Regions from separate parts of the Gossypium hirsutum genome. Here region 2 is linked to region 1. Evidence: chromatin contacts called from public Hi-C data. All regions are on one chromosome and are shown on one strand. Each heading gives the region's core, a stretch centred on a gene start, on an enhancer-like site or on the middle of the called end of the contact. The rest is flanking DNA. Distances are from core to core; before and after follow the strand shown.

Region 1 (3,427 bases), core at 447-2,946:
TTTATTTTTGAACACAATATCTGGAAATTGCATGGTTGCAGGGTATTGTATGTTTAGGACTTGCTTATTAGATTCAAGGGATGATAATGAAACACAGAGGTCCAGTATTTGTGACAGCTTTTAGTCCCCTATGCATGATTATTGTAGCCATTTTGTCCTCTTTCATTCTGGCTGAACACAGAGGAGTAGATTGTTTGGATGAAGATTCTCATGGTCATCTTAGGCCTCATTTTCCTGTCAAACAAAAAACAGGAGTATATTGCTAAAAAGGTAAAATGGGCATGAATGGACTTTAAGAGAGAAAGAAGAAGAAGAATATACTTGTGAAGAAAAGCAGCGAAAAGAGTCATAACAAGGGTGGCAATGGCATGGCGGTAAACATCCAGTACGTAAATTGCTCATCCCCAGGATTAATGCAAACCTAACTTGCAAGAAAACTGCAGCAAAGAATGGCTTATACCTGCCTCCTAATGAACCATCTACTTGGTTCTCCATTTTCATCTTATCGATTTATGACTTCACTCTCCAATTCAATTGTTATAATATTAACTTGTAAAAACAGCCAAGTTTGTTGAGGAGATGAACTCACGAGGATGAGGAATTTTATGCTATCTCTTTCTTCCTATTTATATGCTAAAGGTAATACACTTTTAATATCTTGATTGGGTAATAATTTTTAGAGGATAATTAATATAAATTTCTAATGAAATTAGGATGGATGGTCTTTGTACCATTGAATATCTTGAACATGGATTAAAAATTATACTATTTATTATCCAAAATTTTATCACGGTTAGGGTCGGGAACATTTAATGGCTGCCTCTACCTCGTTAAATTATTTTTCAAAGAGATTTTATTTTATTAAAATATGGAATATATTGTAATTTCCTTTTTTTTTAAGTACACAGGCATTATTATTTTTTCTGTCCCAAAAGTTAATGTTTAAAGACTTTTCTATTAAAAAGAGATTCCCTGTCTATTACATTACTATTAAAAAGACTGCATTGCTCCCTGTCTGCATTGCATTATTGCATACTATTAAAAAGAGATTCCCCTCAGTTGGGTATTCATAATTTCCAGTAAGTCTTCCTTTTCTCGTAAAGGAGCCGAAAAAGATATCTCGGAAACCAGAGATAAAGAGGAAAAAAATAAAGCGGCCTGACATACCCTGTTGCTCCAGAACCATTATTTTAATTGTGATTAATTCGGATATAGTGACACCGCCTGTTCATCAATTTGACTCGGTTGTGATTATTCAGTATTGGCTAATAATTACCATCTAATCAATTTTGATTCTGTTAAGCTTTATAGAGCAAGTTGAGGAATAAAAATATACAACAGTTGAAACGAATCAAGATAAACATGACAACACAACTCATCCAAATGCCCCAATTGTTTGTGATATCAGAAATACGTCTTTGTAAGCTTAGTAGTGAGTTGTAACAAATAATGATGCTACCTACCAAAAAAAATAAAGCAGCATTACCAGGTGATTAGGCAATGCAGTATAACAAAGTACATTCCATCCCGTCATTGCAATGTTAAATGTTACCTAGGCCAAGGAGCCTACCATCCTCCTCAATCCCATCATCATTAACAATGTATATTTGGGATAACCACGGTTAAGGTCATAAATCAATCGAGGCTAAGCGAGTTTACTTGGGTCTAAGGCTTATTCTTACCTATCTATCGAACGGGAACTTTTTCAAGGGGGAAATCAATCGATCCTAATCTGAGTTTTAACTCAGTCCAGATGAGAGGAGAGGTAAAGGATTAGCTTGAACACGATCCTTTCATTTTGGAGACATAAACTTCACAAATCTATTGATTCAATTATGCTCCAATTCTTGGCACGATTTCATGTGGTTCACCAATTTACCAGGGCTGTTCTTAGTTTCAAATTTCGAACATCAAAATGGTAGGCAGATTTGCCTTCAAGCACGTTATTTAAACAAATAATCTAATATAATTAATATTGCAAAATACCAAGATCTAATAACATTTCACACCAGACAGTAGCAGCTGTAAAATAATGATATGCAGGAGAATATAAACAAATTAGTTGTAACAAATTAGTTTTCCCAGGATCAAAATGGCACCATAGAGAAGAAAATGTACCCTTCAGATCTCATCCGCAATGTAGTTTGTTCAAGCTCCACAGCAAGATGATTTTTGAGCAGCTGCCGCAGCCCCAACTCCCTGGTCTTGTTGGTTAATTTTGATTGCCTGTGGCTGTAAAGACCCAGAAAAAGTTAATAAAAAGATAACGATATATGTAAATTAATTAGAATAGTTATCACAAGAGACGTGTGTAAAAGAAAAGGATTTGCACAATGATCAAAAGTACTGCATATATGTTACGAGAAAAGTTGATAGTTCGAGCACAAGAATCCATACCTCAGCCTTTGAGTCAGTGTCAGCAAGTCTTTGCTTGATGTCCCTGGCTATTGAAAAAAAAACCTCCTCGACATTTAAGTTTGTTTTTGCACTCTGCAAGATATAGTTACTCTTAAGCATATAGAAATATCAACTACAAAAGTAACTACAGCATCTGCAGTAAAAATTACATACAGTCTCAAAGAACTTGATGCCATATTCGTCAGCAAGAGCTTGGCCCTTTGAGGTAGGGACAGCCTGAAAAAGAAGTTCCTCGATAGACTTAAGAAAAATATCCAATATAGTAAACAAAGGGGTAAACAAAAATGCATATAAAGATGCACAAAGTACGAGAGGGAAAGAACAGACCCTTTTACTTTCATCCATGTCAGCCTTATTACCCACCAGAATCTTGTTCACATTGTCTGAAGCATGCTGTTCAATATTTCGAATCCAGTTTCTAATGTCTAAGAAAAAATTAACATTAGTCGAGTTGATAGGAAAATTAAGGACTAAAATTTCAAATCAATGGATAAGAAGTATACTCCCAAGTTCCAGTAACAAGAAAATTAGGTCGAAAACATTTCTAAATATTAAAATTTGGTTAAGATGAATCATGTGTATAAAGTCCAAAGTTCAAATGACAAAAAGTTCAGTAATTACTATTGAAAGATGATTCATCAGTCACGTCATACACAAGCAATATGCCCATGGCTCCACGGTAGTAAGCTGCACAAAAAGAGATATTACTTTAGTTCTCTGTCAACAAGAAAAGATTTCAGAATACAATAAAATCCAGATGTATTAGGAAAGTAGGCACTTAGAGCCACCATAGCCTGCCCAAAAGGGTAAAACTAAGATAACTTTAGTTTCTAGGGGAAACAAAGAGCAAGCAACCACGTTTGGGGCATGGAACAAAGAAAAAATTATCTAGATGTGAAATTTCCAAACACCCACAAAGATAATAATAACAGCTATGCCTCTAGAAGACTGAAAGAATTTCACTACTAAACATTTTTTCTTTGTAATTTTATTTCCAAGTCCTGTCCTA
Region 2 (3,427 bases), core at 419-2,918, 41 kb before region 1:
AAATATAAATAGAAAAAAGAATAAAATTATAAATAACCAGAAGAAAAGTCAAAATATGTGTGAATAGGCAACATGCATGCATTTGCTCCTTACCATGGAGACCAATACGCGAAACCATTTTTCCATTTTTATTTTTGTCCTCTCGACGACTCAGGACAAGTGGTATAGAATCTTGGAATTAGAGCATGGTTTTTTTTTCAATACAAATAAATAAAATAAATAAATGTAGCAACTTCAATTAACACATGGTCTGTCTGTTCTAAATAATAAAACCATTATCCAATTTATGGAAATTTCTTGGGACCCTCGCATGAATAAGGTTTTTTTTATATATTTTTTTCTTGTTAAGGAAATTTTAATTTACTCCAAATAATTATAAAACAATAAAATTTCGTAAAAGAAAAAAAGTCAACCATAATAATTACACAAGACTGCAAGTTGGACAAATCAAGCAGCTGACATAATTAATTAAAATGGCAGCAAAATTCTGAATCCTTAATCACAAGTTTATATATGGTTTAAAATGGATTAGTTCTAATTACTGTATATATATATTTTATAGATTAAGCTAATATATATATATATATCAAAATTTGATGGTTAAATTTATTGGATATTATGTGATCCAAGGTGTCTCTTAGAGCGTTAATGAAGTCATCAAAGGTTTTTTTTGGTTGGGAACTAGAAGAAGGTAAGAGGTATATAACATTTTTTCTTTAGCTCTGATAGGTAATTGGATCCAGATGTACACGGATGGAGTCGTTAAAGCAGATTCATGCTTCGCAATTGCAGGAGGAGTTATGCGATATTAGAACAGGAAGTGGATTTTAGGCTTTAACCAATGTTTGGGGACGTGTTCGGTCTTGGAAGCTGAGTTATGGGTCATCTTTAACGACTTGACCCTTATCTTGGATCAAGGTCATGACAGTGTGCTGATTAATATAGATAGTATGAAGGTAGTTCAGGCTATTCGAGATAATTATTCAAGGGACTCAAATTCTACTCTGATCAGACGAATTTAACAGCTGTTGACTACAACACAACAGTGACAAATCCAACATATTTCGAGAGAAGAAAACGAAGTTGCAGACCACCAAACAAAAAATGGCTTGTTGCAATAATAGTAATATTAAACTGTTTGATCAACCCACAAGGGGGTTTTAGACTAGGCTTAGTATTTTCTTTGTTATGTTTTTTCACAAAAAAAAATATTGAATATTATTAATTAAAGATGACTATGTGAATTCATTGGATTAAATTATAAATTTATTATCGATTTAAAAGTAAATTAAATATTAAATATATATTGGATATAATTGTTTAATTATTATTAGAAGAAATTAATTGAGTCTTAACTCGATTAACAATGACATTATTATTAATTTAGGATGATGTGAGTTTAAATGCATTAAAGTACATTATCCCTCTATTATGGATTAAAGAGGAATATTAGTAATTTTAGATTAAAAATATCTTTCTAGTTACAAGGTGACTTTCTATCAAAATTAAGTATTAAAAACATTAAGCTTAACATTTAAGTGAGGATGCGTACATAGAAGTAGTTTGGACTTCAATGTATAGCTTGGTGTTTTATTTATTTATTTTAATCTCTCTTTTTTTCCCTTTTTCCCAGCACTTTATATTTATAAATTAGAGAAGCAACCGCCCCTTTTGGCTTTTACGAGGAACTCCTCCAAGAACTTGGCTCTGCATTTCTTCTCGCTTTTCCTTGTAAAACAAAACAAAGCATTCGGGGAAGGCTAAACAGTCGGAAAAGGATACATCAGGATCCAAGATTGAGAAAAAAGAGGCACCCTCTTTCAATTTCATACTCCAATATAATCCCCACCCCCTCCCCCACCCACCCTTTTTTCCTCTGATACTTCACCATCTCCATTTTCCTTTTTGTCTACTTCTGCATCCTCATAATTGTAAGTATTTCTCAACTTTTCATCTGGGTTTAGCATCTTTTTTTACTCTCCCTTTTTGTTTGGCATGCACTTATTTACTTCAGTTAGGAGGTGTTAGATTTTAAATGGTGTTTTTGGTTTCACGTTTATTGTGTTCCTCTATTATCTCTTTTGATCAAGTTATTACCCAATGACCACCCTTGCTTCAAGAAACCACTTATTTGCATTTGAAGATCCTTTTGTTTCATTGGCCGGCCGCTTTGTGGGATCTCCGTTTGTCTCTGCCATTTAGTTCCCTTTTCAAATTTTCCTATCATCCCAAACATGAGATTATGACCTTATCTTCAGGTTCTTGTAAAGTTCCTTTCATTCCCCTATCTTCATGTCCTTCACTAACAACTCAGATTCATTCTTCAAACATCCTTCACTTTCCACTTGCGTTCATAATTGAGAATCAGCTTTCAATCCCCCCCCACCTTTTTCCCTTTTTCCCTTTTTCTTTTCATCTTTCTGAATCATGCAATAATATTTATATAGTCAAGTACAGACGTACCAAATAAAAAGGCCAAAATAATTTTCCCAGATGTATTTTACCAGAGACTTTGATGATCCGATCCGATCCTTAAAAATCTGTTTCACCTATTTTCCACCCTGTAATCCTCTCTGCAAAGACGGCTAAAAGCTTTAAAGCCTTTCTTTAAACCCAATATTTACAAAAAAGAAGGATGAACCTGACCTATTATCCATCTCTAGCACCCTTTATATTATATTGATACTACGTTTTCTTTCTTTTTAAACTATTCTTTTTCCGTCTACGTTTCTTCGTTGGAAGCTGTCTCCATTTCTCCTGCAACTAGTTCTTTCATATTGCGTTGAATTTCTCTATTTAGTTGAGCCTTCCTAACCATTTTCACTCAAAATATAGATAAATTAATACCCAAAGCCTTTTTGCTTCCAACTCTTATATACCGGATTAGCCGACCTTTTTATATATATAAATATTAAACGCTTTCTCTATTTAATTCACAATACTATAAAATTTTCCCCGGAAAATCTCCACATTTAATAAACTGATTAATCCACAATTGGATTTAAAAATCCGCCAACTTGTTTCTGATCTTCATTTTAAAATTTCCCGGCTCAGGCGCTCAATCAACTATGAGAACAGATATGAGAAAAAACTCCAAGGTATGCGCCTTTTCTTCTTGCCCGATTTATCCTTCGCCGGATTTTGATTAATGGGTAAGTGAAAATCTTAAACTCTGTTTTGTTTTTTTCTTGGCTGTTAGTCTTCGTGGCCTAAAGTAATCGCTCGAAAATGGCTGAATATACCGAGTGGAGCTGACGAGTTTCAGTCCGATTACGCCGTAAACGGTAAAATCCCATCTCGTCGTGTTTCATTTAAAATTTTATTCATAGATTTGGTTTATTGATTCAAAGAACGGCAAATTCATGTTTTTCTTTGACAGGCGAAACTGGTGACAGAAGAAAGAGTTGCTGTGACCAGGATTATCACT

The links. Hi-C and Micro-C count contacts between places; a contact is called where the count stands out from the background.
Region 2: a Hi-C map of fibers shows a contact between it and region 1, with 1.8 times the contacts expected there. The contact joins the promoter of LOC107891023 here to the enhancer-like site in region 1. A contact is called at or near these places in 5 of 34 Hi-C or Micro-C datasets (fibers and leaf).

The regions. Positions count from the first base shown.
Region 1 is chrD09:45,969,405-45,972,831 of Gossypium_hirsutum_v2.1, reverse strand. LOC107891025 (ras-related protein RABE1a) reads right to left here. Exons shown (of 9, transcript XM_041100966.1): 5 at 3,040-3,105; 6 at 2,746-2,843; 7 at 2,572-2,634; 8 at 2,398-2,490. It overlaps LOC107891026 (a long non-coding RNA gene), which reads left to right. Exons shown (of 2, transcript XR_001682113.2): 2 at 1-656. Among protein-coding and RNA genes, the nearest start is that of LOC107891025, 3.4 kb to the right of the region's middle. Within about 2 kb of position 1,696, at least 6 of the 9 cell types and tissues checked have an H3K27ac peak or open chromatin away from gene starts, as enhancers often do. A contact at or near this core is called in fibers, where this site is marked.
Region 2 is chrD09:46,010,506-46,013,932 of Gossypium_hirsutum_v2.1, reverse strand. LOC107891023 (type I inositol polyphosphate 5-phosphatase 8) reads left to right here and starts at 1,668. Exons shown (of 11, transcript XM_016815653.2): 1 at 1,668-1,931; 2 at 3,055-3,098; 3 at 3,200-3,284; 4 at 3,380-3,427. The coding sequence starts at 3,069.